Linked DNA regions of Sus scrofa: region 1 is linked to region 2. The links are chromatin contacts, called in public Hi-C maps. All regions are on one chromosome and are shown on one strand. The core of a region is the stretch at or near the end of the contact, and the rest is flanking DNA. Distances in the headings are between cores, read along the strand shown. Region 1 holds the start of IL6R (interleukin 6 receptor). Region 2 overlaps IL6R (interleukin 6 receptor).

Evidence for each region. A called contact is a pair of places that touch in the nucleus more often than the background predicts.
Region 1: a contact with region 2 is called in a Hi-C map of blood, with 3 times the contacts expected there. The contact joins the promoter of IL6R here to the enhancer-like site in region 2. A contact is called at or near these places in 7 of 47 Hi-C or Micro-C datasets (alveolar macrophages, blood, omental adipose tissue and 2 more).

What each region holds. Positions count from the first base shown.
Region 1 is chr4:95,375,292-95,382,547 of Sscrofa11.1, reverse strand. IL6R (interleukin 6 receptor) reads left to right here and starts at 1,481. Exons shown (of 10, transcript NM_214403.1): 1 at 1,481-1,565. The coding sequence starts at 1,481.
Region 2 is chr4:95,322,451-95,329,223 of Sscrofa11.1, reverse strand. IL6R (interleukin 6 receptor) reads left to right here. Exons shown (of 10, transcript NM_214403.1): 10 at 2,757-3,000. The coding sequence ends at 3,000. Among named protein-coding and RNA genes, the nearest start is that of TDRD10, 41 kb to the right of the region's middle. Within about 2 kb of position 1,458, at least 9 of the 83 cell types and tissues checked have an H3K27ac peak or open chromatin away from gene starts, as enhancers often do. A contact at or near this core is called in omental adipose tissue, where this site is marked.

The DNA.
Region 1 (7,256 bases), core at 232-2,731, 53 kb before region 2:
TCGCCTGTGGGTGTGGCTGGAGCAAGCCCACCCAAACCAGCCTCTGGCATGGGGTGGGTCGGGGCAGGTGCCTGGTTCTGCCAAGCACTGCTGATGGGAGGTTCCCACAGAGAAACCTAGAAGCACGCCGGCTGCATTGCAGAAACCCTATTTCTTCAGGCCGGATCCTATCCCCTGGGGGCTTCCACCAAACCATGCCCACTCCTGCTGCCCCAGGAGCCTTGGTCCTGGTCCTGAAGCCCAAAGTGGAAAAGCACATCTTCATAGGCACTTGCTGGGCCAGAAACTTCTCAGCCTAGACCTTATTTCAGTAATTTTCATTCCTTCCAAACTCAGCTCTGAGGCCACCTGTCAGATTCAGGGTCCCTGGGGAACCTTGGTGGGCCCTTTAAAGAGATGGTTGTGGTTGCTTCTGAAAGCCAAGTACCAGTTTCTATCTATCACATCAGGAGGGTGGACGTGCCTGTTTTGACATCGATGGAGCACCTGTGGTCTGGACCCTGTGTCAAGTGTGTAGATCTTTATAACCATGGTATCTTCATAACCATCCTGATATTGACTTTCTTATCTCTCTCTGACATAAGAGGAAACAGAAACTCAAAAGATTTCACACAGCTGTCACAGAAGGTGGAGGTCTGGAGGGGATACTTCCATTTGGAAGCTTCCAGAGCCCAAATCTGTCCCTGGCCTGTGCTGCAGGGAACACAGGCACGGAGAAAGGATGAACCTTTACTCTATCGAGGATCTCGATGCCCGAGCCTCATCCCAGATCCATTAAGTCAGAATCAAATCCATTAAATCTCTGGGCGTGAAGCGATACATCGGTGGCTTTGGGGGCTCCCCGAGTGATTCCGAGGGGGCAGAAAGGGCTGCCAATCGCTGCTTTACTCTAACAGTAAGAGGCACATCGCCTCCTCCAGGCTCTCCAGGTGCTCCTTTCACAGAGTAATCCTGGTCACGAAACCAAAAATCAAAACCGAGCTGGTGGCGTCTAATTCTCCTGTTCTCATCAATAGAAGGAGAGGGAGGGAGAGTTCGCCCCCGCTGGGCTCGGGGCTCAGGGCCTCGCGGCTCAGGTGCGGCGCTGCGGCCGGAAGCCACCCCCTCCGCTCGGCCGGTGCGCGGGGCTGTTGCGCCATCCGCTCCGGCTTTCGTAACAGCACTCTGGGCCGGCCGAGAGACGACTCCAGCGCGAGTTCCTCAAATGTTTTCCTGCGTTGCCAGGACCGTCCGCTGCTCTGAGTCATGTGCAAGTGGGAAGTCGCACTGACAAGGAGCCCAGCCAGAGGGAGCCGAGTCGAGTGCGGCGCGGGGCTCGGGGACTAGCCTTGCGTGCTGAGCGCGGGCCCCCCGGGGATGGGGGCTGCCCTCGGGGCTTGAGCCCGCCCGCCGCCCCGCCCCGGCCGCCCGGCCGCCCGGCCGCCCGCCCGCCTGCCTGGCTGCCTCTCTGGGATCATGGGGCATTAGCTGAGGAGGAAGCATGCTGGCCGTCCGCTGCGCGCTTCTGACCGCTCTGCTTGCCGCGCCCGGGATGGCGCTGGCCCCGAGGGGCTGCTCCAAACTGGGTAAGGGCTTCGGGCGCACCTGAAGGGCTTGGACAGCTGGTGGGTGGGGGAACCTCTGCGGCTGCCGCAGACTCAGGGCAGCGGAGGGAGGCAGGAGGGGTGACGGCCCCCCCTGGTCGGGGCTAGTTTGGGTCCCCGCGGCACAAGGTGCGGTCCCGGGCTGCCCCGGCTGTCCGGTGGCGGCCCCTCGCTCGCGCGCCCCCTGCTGCGTCCTGCGCCTTTGGCCGGGCGCGCTCTCCCCGTGACGGCTCTGTGGCCGGGAAGCTCCCTGCGGTCTGCGTCCAGGACAAGGTGTGTTCTCGTATGTCCTTCCCAGGGCCCCCGGGAATCCTTACACAGCTGTCCCGGGTTACTTTAAGAGGCGATGCCCTAGCGGAGTGGAGTTCTTGCCCGGGGCGTCCTTGGTACCAGCGCCCCGTTTGCCCCTCAGCTTTGGGGAAGGCACTCCTCCTGGCTCTCCCCTCCGCCCCCTGGGTTCATGTGTGGATGACAGTGCCTTGACTGTGAAGGGACTGATTTCATGGGCTCTGAGTCACGGACTCTCCCGCTGCCTTGTTGCCGGCACTCGCTTAGGCAGACACGAGCTCTAGCAAGCTGGATGCCTACCCCCTGAGAATTGAGGCCAAGTGGGGAGGCTGGCCAGGGATTGGGGCGGCTTGAGGCTGGCACACACTGGACTCCACTGCCAGACCACAGGAGGGGGAGGCAGGGGGACAGGGGGCACTTGTTGCTCCTGCGGACTGTAATCCGCCTCTGGCCGGCAGTCCTTTCTCTGGGCTCTGGCGGCATGCCCAGCTGCGTGTCTAGTCGCTCCTCTGGAGGAGCCGGGCAACTGTTTGTCCAGAGGTTTATTTTAGGGTCTGAGGGCTTCTTTGAGGACACAGTGGAAAACCATGCGGGCAGCCGGCAGGCTTCTGGGAACGGATTGCTGGCGAGGTGGGGGCTCTGGCTTTCACTGCTAGAAGGCACTGCTAGACCCCACGGTGCTCCTGCCCCAATGAACACCCACCCTCTGCCTGTCTCTCACTCCCTGCTGCAGAGAGCTAGAGGCTGATGTGCCTGCAGCTCTCTGCTTTCTGAATGGTTGTGTTCCTTGGCTTTGGAAGAGGAAGGTGAAGGGATTCTTTTTCTTGGCACACATTTATAACTCCTGTGGGTAGTAGCCATTGTTGATGGAGGCCTCTGGTGCTTGACATGAGTTTTCTAATCCTTCACCACGGGATCTAAATCTTACTTGGTTCCAAAGAAGAGACTGAGGGTCACAGAGGTTGGGATAGGAGGTTGTCAGGCTCAGTTGGTGGAGGCCCACTCCTCCATGTTCCTCTGCGCCCATGTGGTAGGTCCCGAAGACTCCCAAATGTAGAACTAGCCCAGCAGGCAGAGCTGGGGGTGTTTGGGGGGCAAGCTGAGGGTCCTCCTTGGCTGGCTGAGCTCTGGGCAGAAGAGGCCAGGGGAAGGGAAGGCCTAGGTTGGTCGGCTGTGCTGTCAGAGGAACCCGAGGCAGGGTTGAGGCCTGGGTCACCTGGGAGGGAGCAAGGCTTCTTTACCTGCCTCTGTTGCTACTCGCACCACACCCCAGGGCACCTGCCCCAGGGGAATGACTGCTGTGGCTGCCGCTTCCTTTTGCTTCTGAGTGATTGCAAGGTACGGTGAGGGCAGCCGGTTGCAATCAGTTCTCCATTTTCCTGGTCCTTAGGTGGGACAGGCAAAGTGGTCTCAAGGCCTGGATGGCCTGTGCAAGGCAGAACTGAGAGTTTGGGGAGGAAGTGAAAGCCCTCCCAGTTCAGAAGGAAAATGCAGAGAAGTAGAAAATACCCAGCTCCCCCCTCCCACACGCACACAGACTCAGCCCACAAACTCAGAGCAAAAATAAAGACCTCGCACAGGAAACATGGAGCGAATGACTGTGAGCGCTCTCGCTTTGGAGAAGAGAGGGGCCGGGGGGAATTGCAGAGGCTGGTTTAGAGGGGGAAGTCCGCTGCTTCCCGGGCTGTGGGCTCTTGTAGCCAGAAGGCGTGTTTTCCTTGGGAACAACAGCTGCCCACACCTCTGATTGCCGGCGGGGCTGCTCAGGTGAACTTGCTAGAGGCCTGGACTAGCTGGGACAGAGGTGTCGGGTGTGGAAGGCCTGGACATCGGTGACTCAGGTTCCTTCCGTCTTCTGCAACGCAAGACTCTACACAACACAAACACCTGTCAATCTCTCAAAGTTCTGTCTCAACCTCTGAACTTCCCTTTCTGCCCCCAGTGCCTACCTGCCTTCCTAGCTTACCCGGATTCAGTATATCTCAAAAAGGTAATCCCTGGATCTAGTAGAATTGTGTGTGTGTGTGTGTGTGTGTGTGTGTGTGTGTGTGTGTGTGTGTACCCATGCGCATGTGCTGGGAGTGGGGGAGAGGTGTTTGATCAAAACACTGATTCTCAGAGTTCCCGTCGTGGCGCAGTGGTTAACGAATCCGACTAGGAACCATGAGGTCGCGGGTTCGGTCCCTGCCCTTGCTCAGTGGGTTAACGAACCGGCGTTGCCGTGAGCTGTGGTGTAGGTTGCAGACGCGGCTCGGATCCCGTGTTGCTGTGGCTCTGGCGTAGGCCGGTGGCTACAGCTCCGATTCAACCCCTAGCCTGGGAACCTCCATATGCCGCGGAAGCGGCCCAAGAGATAGCAACAACAACAACAAACAACAACAACAAAAAAGACAAAAGACAAAAAAAAAAAAAAAAATACTGATTCTCGGCCTCCACCCTCAGATATTTTTTACTGAAGAGAAAGACCTAGGAGTGAGGCTCAGGAACCATCCTTTTCAACAAACACTCCTTGGGGTTCCCACATTTGAGACTGACTGGCTAAACGCTGTGATTGAGGAACTCAAGGAAGCCCCCCACCCCCACCTTGGGGCTTCTAGCTGCCAGAAATCCTGGCTTTGGCTCTGCCCCTTGTTTACTTATTATAGCACACATTTCTGGAGTCGTGTGATGCCCTGGGATCAACTACCAGAGTCTGCCCTAAAAGGAGCTTGGTCAAGCGGCTGAGAAAACCCTCAGACCCATCCTACTTGGTACCAGCTACCCAAAGTCAAGTTGTCTGGCGAGAGGGGTAGACCAAGACCCCAGCAGCAGACACATGGACCCTGTCTGCATATCTCATCCCTGACCCTCAGCATCCCTTGCTGCAGACTGGCTTAACAAACCCTCCCCTTCCAGGGTGTTTGTAGGGATTACTGAAAGCCACCCAGGTGCTCGCTGCTGTAAATACCCTTGCCCTCTGGTTCTCCTGTCCCCCCAGGCCTGCGTGCCACCAGCCGATCAGTGCTCTGACCACCAGCCAGAGCATTTCTATCAGCAGATCTGGGCTTCTCCAGGCCAGTGTTAAGGGCCTACGGCTGCTGTCTAATACAGTCGTACCTTACTAAGTGTGGCTCTTTGAGTTTTCATTAATTAAAATGAAATCAAATCTCAAATGTTGTTCTTGGAGTTCCCACTGTGGCACAGTGGGCTCGGAGGCATCTGCAGCGCCAGCACACAGGTTCAATCCCTGGCCTGGCACAGTGGGTTAAGGATCTGCAGTTGCCAGCATAGATCGAACCTGTGGCTTAGATCTGATCCCTGGCCAGGGAACTTCCATATGCTGTGGGGTGGCCAAAAAAGAAAGAAAAAAAAAATGTAGTTCCTTAGCTGTACTAGTCACACTTGGCTACCATATTGGACAGCTCAGAATTAGAGCGTTTCCATCATTGCAGAAAATCCTACTGGACAGCGCTGAATAGAGAGCTAAACAGTTTCTTCCACAGGTTTTCTCTTGTGTCATCCTTTATCCTCCTCTGGACCTTTTTCTCTCCACCCGAACGCAGCTCATCCTGTACAGTTAATTGTTAAGGGTTTGGAGCCAGACAGGTCTCTGCCCAGCCCTGCCAGGGAGAAAGAACGTGAGCCCAGGCGAGGGCTTTTATCTCTCGGAGACGCACTGTCCTCACCTAGGAAAATAGAAATAACTACTACATTACCTCGCAGGGTGGTTACGAAGACGAAATGCACTAAGTACTGCACACACTGTGTAGGGAGGTCTCTAGCACCAAGCAGATACTTAAATATGTGTAGCTAGTAATTTACTCACTTGAAAATGGTATTAGGAGCTTCTCCTGTGTTCCAGGCACTATTCTAATAGATCTATATCCAGGATCTATTCTGGATACAGCAGTGAGTAAAAGAGACAAAAATCCCAGCTCACTGGGGCTTCATCCTGGTGGGGATGTAAATTAAATATATGGTATGAGAGTGGCGAGTGCTAAGGAGGAAAAAGAACGCAGGGGAAGGGAGAGGGGGACTGAGTACATGTTGAAGAGGATGTAGAATTTTTTGTTTTTGTCCTTTTTAGGGCCACACCGGTGGCATATGGAGGTTCCCAGGCTAGGGGTCCAATCAGAGTTACAGCTGCTGGCCTATGCCACAGCCACAGCAACTCGGGATCCGAGCTGCGTTTGCAACCTACACCACAGCTCATGGCAACGCCGGATCCTTAACCCACTGAGCGAGGCCAGGGATCGAACCTGCATCCTTGTGGATCCTAGTCAGGTTCGTTTCCACTGAGCCACAACAGGAACTCCAAGGATGTAGAATTGATCTTTTTAAGGGGAGGCCAGGGAAGTTCTCACCAAGAGGGTGATGTTTGAATGAAGGCCTGAGGAAATGTAAAAATATTTAGGGATTTTTTTTTTTTTTTTTTTTTTTGGCTGCCCCCGGCATAGGGAGTTTAGATCTGGAATCAAATCTGAGTCACAGCTGCAACCTATGCTGCAGTTATCTGGATCCTTTAACCCACCGTGCTGGGCCAGGGTTTGAACCTGTGTCCAGGTGCTGCAGAAACACTGCAGATCCCATTGCCTCACAGCAGGAACGCCTTAGGGAATTCCTTATACTCCCATCTTGGGCAGAAACATTCTTACCTCCTTTTTAACAATTTGTTCCTACTTGAGGTCCTGTGGGTTCTGAAGCAGAGGGTTCCCTGGGGACGCGTGGGTGATCCCTGCCCTGGTGAAGCTTGGGGTGGTCACTGGGGAGACCAGGCATCAGACATTGGGCCCTTGCGACTCCAGTGGGACAGGGAAATGCTAAATGTCCGGTTATTAACTGTGCCGAAGGATGAGTCTTTAGAAGAGAATCAGTAAGGGCCGGAGTGGCAAGAGGAAGATGGTTAAAAAAAGAAAAAAAGGCTTTTACCTCTTAGAGACCCTCCTTGGTGACCCCTGGGGAGTGTCTGAGTTTCTTTTGGGTAATCTTTGCTCTCCTCTGGACTCAAGATCCAAAAAGGTCCAAAGTCTCTGTCAGAATCAGGGGCTTTTCTGGCACAGTCCTTCCTGGGTTTGGCCTGACTTCGAGCTGCACCTGGGCAGGCTCCCCCACGCTCACCTGCCCCCACCAGCTCTGCCCTCTGTCTTTGCCCCTAGGTTTGTGCCCCTGCAGCCCTGGCTCCAGGCTGTCTCCCAACTTCCTTTCCTGGAAAGCATCCTTTGGTCTTCCCTCTTCCCATGGCGGTTAAAACAACTGTTACCATCACTGAGTACCGATTGTACACAGAACTTGCTAGGCTCTTTGCATCCGGGACCTCACTTGCTCTTTACAGCAGCTGGGTGGAGAGGAGCGCTTATACTGCATAGCTGGGGTCCACTGCAGGACAGCGTGTTTTGTTGGAGGGGG
Region 2 (6,773 bases), core at 209-2,708:
ATATTTCAAAAGAAGGAAAGCTCATCTTTCTCAGTTACCCATCCAATTGCTTTGAAAAAAACTGAGGACAGGAGTTCCCATCGTGGCTCGGTGGAAATGAATCTGACTAGCATCCACGAAGACGCAGGTTCGATCCCTGGCCTTGCTCAGTGGGTTAAGGATCTGGTGTTGCCGTGAGCTGTGGTGTAGGTTGAAGGCACGGCTCAGATCCTGCATTGCTGTGGCTGTGGCGTAGGTAGGCAGCTACCGCTCCGATTCAACCCCTAGCCTGGGAACCTCCATATGCCGCGGATGCGGCCCTAAAAAGACAAAACAGACAAAAATTTAAAAAATTAATGAGTTCCCGTCGTGGTGCAGTGGTTAACAAATCCAACTAGGAACCATGAGGTTGCGGGTTCGGTCCCTGGCCTTGATCAGTGGGTTAAGGATCCAGCATTGCCATGAGCTGTGGTGTAGGCCGGTGGCTACAGCTCCAATTCGATCCCTAGCCTGGGAACCTCCATATGCTGCGGGAGTGGCCCTAGAAAAGGCAAAAAGACCAAAAAAAAAAAAAAAAAGAATAAATTTAGCCTTAGTTATAACATAAGCACGACTTCCCATGGCTCCAGATTCTTAGTAAACCTCACTTTCGTCACTCCTCCCTGAGGTGGATAGACCCAAGTTCACTTATCAGCCTCCTATTATGGCACATTTGTGTTGCGGTTTTGCTTTTATCAACAACACTGCGTTGAACATCTTGGTGCAAGAGCCTTTCATGGCTCTGCTCTTTCCTGAGGGTATCTTCCCAGAAGTGGAATTCTTGGGTCAGAACGTCTGACTCTTTTGAAGCCCAGAGTTTAATGACTCTGTCCTCAGTGCTCTCATGAGGGAGGAGGCTTCCACCCAGGGACCCAGCATAGCGCCAGTAAGTGCCCCTGCTGTGTCCCCTTCCTGTGCAGTGCCTGAAGCCCAAGTAACATCCTGCAGATTGTTTATTCCATTTGGACCACCGGCTAAGAGCCAGTGGCAGATTCGGAGCCAGCTATCAATTATTTATCCCAACAAGGACAGGAATAGCCTGTCGATATAAAAAGAAACCCAAGGAAAATCCCCAAACCTTGTTGTTGACATTGGTTTCCCCTCTTCCCTCCCAGCCCTTCCTGGAGTAGCGGGTATTTGGTAGACTTGAGAGAGACCACCTTGCTCCCACATTGGGGTCCACAGGCAGTAAGTTAGGAGGTGACGGAGTGGGAAGCAGGACAGGGGAGCTGCCCGGGCGGGCGAGGCTGCAGGGCCCCTGCAGGGAGGAGACCTGACTGTACCTTTGAAGATCGCTATCACCACCTCATCTTTCTTTGGGCTGTCAAGTGACTTTTCTCAGCGACTGAGCCCTGGCTTTGGGCCCAGAGTGGAGCAGCGTGAACGAAGCTGTGATCAGAGAGATGTCTATCTCCTTCCTGTTTTAACATCGACTTTCCTGTCAGATGAGTCACTTGTGCCCAAGTGGTACCCAGGGCCGGGTCTCTGAGAACGTGCCAGCGTGGTGGGAGGGGACCCCGAGGGCGAGGGAGAACTGGGGACGGTGGGACCACTGGAAGCTAGAGGAGCCGGAGGGCACTTGCGGGAGCAGCACAGCCTTTTTGCTGCTGTGAAAGGCAGTTGCCATGACCTGCCTCTGGCAGCCTTGATTTGACTGAGAGGCCCATTTTCCTTCCCCACTGAAAGACTACTTTCTCTCTCTCTCTTTTTTTCTTTTTAGGGCCACACCCGCAGCATATGAAAGTTCCCAGGCTAGGGGTCGAATCAGAGCTGCAGTCCCTGGCCACAGCCACAGCCACAGCTACAGCAGATCGCAGCTGCATCTTCAACCTGCGCTGAAGCTTGCAGCAACGCAGGCTCCTTAACGCACTGAGCCAGGGATTGAACCCACGTCCTCATGGATACTAGTCGGGTTCTTAACCTGCTGAGCCACAATGGGATGTCCTCTTTCTTTTTTTTCTTTTTTTTTTTTTTTTTTTTGCTTTTTAGGGCCACACCCATGGCATATGGAGGTTCCCAGGCTAGGGGCTCCAATCAGAGCTATGGCTGCCAGCCTACACCACAGTCACAGCAATGCAGAATCCAAGCCGCATCTGCAGCCTACACCACAGTCACAGCAATGCAGAATCCAAGCCGCATCTGCAGCCTACACCACAGTCACAGCAATGCAGAATCCAAGCCGCATCTGCAGCCTATACCACAGTCACAGCAATGCAGAATCCAAGCCGCATCTGTGACCTACACCACAGCTCACGGCAATGCTGGATCCTTAACCCACTGAGTGAGGCCAGGGATCAAACCGGCAACCTCATGGTTCCTAGTTGGATTTGGTTCCTCTGCCCTGTGACAGGAACTCCTCTTTTTTTTTTTTTTTTTAAGTAAATTCATTTGGGATTAATGATATGTCTCTCTGGGCAGTCTCTGGAGCAGGACAAATTAAATTAAGTTCTCAGTGCTATAAAGGGACACTCAAAGCCACATGCTCAAAACCTCAGTTTCCCCATGAGTCAGTTGGACCATCAGACAAACCCACTCTCTTGGGGTGTTTTTGATGACTCTTCAGTGGATCGTGTAGTTCCTGGTGACAAAAAACAGCTGACAAATAGTTAACACTCCTTAGAGCTGAAACCTGGGAGTGCCAGGCCACCAGGGCAGCCAGCTGTTGGTGTTTTTCTCTCGGGTTCATCACAGAGGGAACTTAACATGTGCATGTCCTGTCTTTGTGTATCTGTGTGAAGGTTCAAGAAGACGGGGCAGCTGCAGGCTCTGAAAGAAGGCAAGACGAACATGCACCCGCCGTATTCCTTGGGACAGCTGGTCCCTGAGCGGCCCAAGTCCACCCCAGTGCTCGTCCCCCTCATCTCCCCGCCTGTGTCCCCCAACAGCCTGGGGGACAACACCTCGAGGAACAGCCGACCAGAGGCCAGGGGCCCTCAGAGCCCTTATGATGTCAGCAACAGAGACTACTTTTTTCCCAGATAGCCAGCTGGGGGATGCCTGGCAGCCTGGGGCATCGGGCCCCCTGGGCTGCGTGGATGACACGCGGATGACAAAGCACAAATTGGCTCTGCAAAAGACGCTTCTCACTGCCATTCCAGCTCATCTCAGGTGCGTGGGGCCTCTGGCTTCACCTTGACAGAAGGGCCCCGTGGAAGATTCTGCGCTGGGTGGGAAAAGCTTGGCTGCATCTCTTCAGAAGGAGGAGGTGGTGGAGGTTTGGGACCATGCTTCCTCAGCTGCCCTGTTTACAGGGCTTAGAGTGAGCTCAGGTCCCCGTGAAGAGCACGGTGTCAAGCCTCTACTGGACACTCATGCGGGCAGAGCCGGGGGGCTGTGGAGGCCTCGGGCCCCCCGGCTTGGTGGGGACAAGTTGCTGGCCGCCCGCACACCCTGATGTTTCTCCAGGAGCTGCACCCGGAGGCAAGTAGGGTGGATTTCCAGCCAAAGACCACCCCCCGCACCCCCAGCTGCTTATCTCCTGGCCCACCACAGAGTTTCATCTTCTAGCTCAAACTCTTGAAACCCAAGTGCCTTCGCAACTCAGTTTTTTGAGGCCTGAGGCCGGCTCTCCTCAAACTGCCACCGCTGGGGGAAGGTCTCCCCTGCTTTTCTTGCCCACACCTGAACAACAGCTGAGAGGGGGCTGAATAGTATCTCAGGGCCTGAGGGTTTGCAATGGAATTATGATTAGTTCCTTAGCACCATTTTTCTTTCTTTCCTTTTTTTTTTTTTTAATTAACTATTTTTCTAAATGTGAATCATAATCCGACACACTTGCTGAATCCAGAAGCAACTGCACTAGCCGGATTGCCCTTTTTGGATCCCAGGACTTCAGCAGAGAAGCTAAGAGGAAAGAGGGGGTGAGGACAGGGTCTCCACTTTATCTATAATAGCATTGCTGAGGGGATTGCCTCTGCAAAGCAGCATCCTCCCAACCACCCCCCACCACACACACACCCGCCCACCCTTCCCCCACCCCCCTGCCCTTTCCCCATTCCCGCCCCCATCCCCCCCCCAAAAAAAAGGAGAACAGACGTTAGGGAGGTTTCTGCCCCTGGCAAATCCACACTGCCTTACTCCAGCTTTGTTTATTTCGTTTTCAACTGAGCCTAAGTAACCAGGGAAGAAAATATTTATGCGAAAAGACCAAAGAACCTGGCAAGAATGTATTTTAATTTGGTTTTTTAAAAACTGCTGACTGGTGGATCTTCAGAGGGTGGAAGAGGCAGCATTAGCAGACTGTCAGGGTGCAAATAACCTGTTGGGGGGGGTGGGATGGGGGAAATGCACGATAATGTTGCTTACTGCAAAACTGAGTCAAGTAAACAGGAGGAGAAAAAAAGATTTTCCCCTATTGGAGAAGAGACTCTGCTTTCCTTCTAAATTTTGGGTTTGCCTTTAAAAGCAGAAAAGAAAAAAAAAAAAAGCCTGCCTCTTCTTGAATTTAGCGGAAAAGCAGCTTGTTATTACTCCTGCAGGCGGTGGAGAAGGAAGGGGTGTCCAGCTCCCTGTCAGGGTTCTGGGAAGCTCGACTCCCACGGATTACCCAGCAGGTCAGCTGAAAATCCCCAGCTGTAAAAGCCACGAGCTTATCAGAGGAGGTTCATTAAAAAAAAAAAAAAAAATCCCTAACCTCAATGCCTTCCTCTTCTCAGTTAGTTCCTTGAATGTGATTCCGTTCAGCTAGTATTGAGGCACCGACTGCGGGTCCAGCCACGACACCTCGCTGACCGCTTCAGCTCAGTTTTCTCTCCAGGCTTTGAAAATTCAGAGAGATGAATGGTTCCTCCGTCAGGTACCCTCAAGTATCCTGGGATGTCCCAGAAGGAAGCTGTGATTAAAATCAGTCGTGTAACCACCACTCAAAATGTACCAGACCACAAAGCCTTTCTAGCGGCCCCCCGTCAGCAAAACAACCAGCAGCGCCAGACAGGTGGCAAAAGGATGGAAACGACCATGTTTTACGTACTGTTTGCCAGGTTCAACCTGTGACCGACCTTGGGCTCACAGAGCGATGTTCATGGCTGGCTTTGGCTTTAAATATCAGACCCTTAAGTTGACAAAAGTGAGGCAGGTGGTTTTTATTTTGTTTTTCGCTGAAGTTTCCTTGCTTGAGAATAGCAAAAATGCTGTTTAAGGGAAATGTGGAAAATGAGACTCTGCCTGAGAAAGGGTGGTTCCGTACCCACGGTTCTTTAACTCTTGACAAAGTTTTACCCACGTGTAAATATTACCAGAGCCGGGCAGAGCGGTGCTAGTGGAAGATGTAAATCCAGATAACTCACGACTGCTGAGAGCTAGGCAGCTTTGATCTCCAAATTGTTATTGCTTTCATTATTATTGGAACGGAACTGCCTTTTTTTTTTTTTTTTTTTTTTTACATTGAAGAGGGGTTTTTTTCCCTTTATTTTTTTTTTAATAAGCTAGTATAGATGAAGGAAAAATATTTGTCTTCTCCGGGTTGTAGGCCTTGCTCAGTGTACACAGGTCCACACCCTAAGCTTTCCCTGTCCTTGAATCTGGTCAGTGAATGTGGGTTTCAGTCCACAGGTCCTTCTAACTTGTGTTTCTGTAGCGCACGTGCTGTCTTTTATCCTCAACAGTGATGCAGCTCGGCCAATAATACCTGCAGCTATCTGCCACTCAGCCTGATGTGAAATGTTACAATTAACTCAGTGACAATTTTTGTGAAAGATGGGCAACTTATCCTGCTGGGTGGGAAAAGTTGAAACTATGCTCATTCAAAATTTCGAAGGGGTATTAATTCTTGTAGCATTAATGGGAAAAACAATTTTTTTTTAACTGTCAAGGAGGTAGCATTGATTGTGTCTACAAAGCCTTTGGTATCTCTGAGTGCTCCTTGCCCTTGAGGCTCTGGGTTCAACTGAGTCTCTGCCATTTCCCCCGCTGGCCCCGAAGGGTGGAGGGTGAGATGGGGTGCGGGGTTGGGGGAAGGCAACGCCATTACCAGGCATGGAATCTGTTGCCGGAACAGGTTGGGAGCCTACCTAGGGGTGACCAGAGCGCAAGGGGGCAGGCTGGGAGTGGTCATGGGTTTGCGGGTTTCCCGCAGAATGTTCAGGAATGTCTTGCCCAGCTGCTTTGGTGCTGTACTATGTCACCTCACTGAAGGCGTGTCAGATTGACCCAGCTGGGGAGGAGTCTGACACCAGCCCCAGGTGTTGGTGAGACATTATTTATCTTAACTTGGAGAAGCAGGGGCAACTGATGGTCCTTCAGAACATAAGCCTGGATCCCAGCCTGTCTTTGCAGCAGTTGGCAGTGGGGCTGTGGCTGGAAGGGAGGCCAACTGGCTCAGCTTCTGTGCCAGACACTCCTGAGCGTCCCCTAAAGGTCCTTCCAGCATCAGGTCCTTGCTGTAGCCTGGCCCCAGTGCCAGTTTCTATGGCAACCTTCGTGATTATTAAAGAACACTGTCAGTTGTATGAAAATGTGCTCAAATGAAGAGCTGCTTCAGAAGGCAGGGATTGGAACCGCGTGTAGCAAGGCCGTTAATTCATAGAGAAACCACATTCAGAAGGAGATCACGCATCTGTTAAATAGAATACCTCAACTTTATATTTTTTGGAGAGAAATAATAGTTATAAGTGTTGTCTTTATTTTTTTACCTAATTACCTGAAAGCATATACCAAAGGCTGATGTCTGTATATTGGGCAAAGGGTCAGTATGATGTTTTTCAGTGATTTGTTTTCTTTTTACCAGCTATTTTGCATTTAAAGTGAAAATTGTAAAT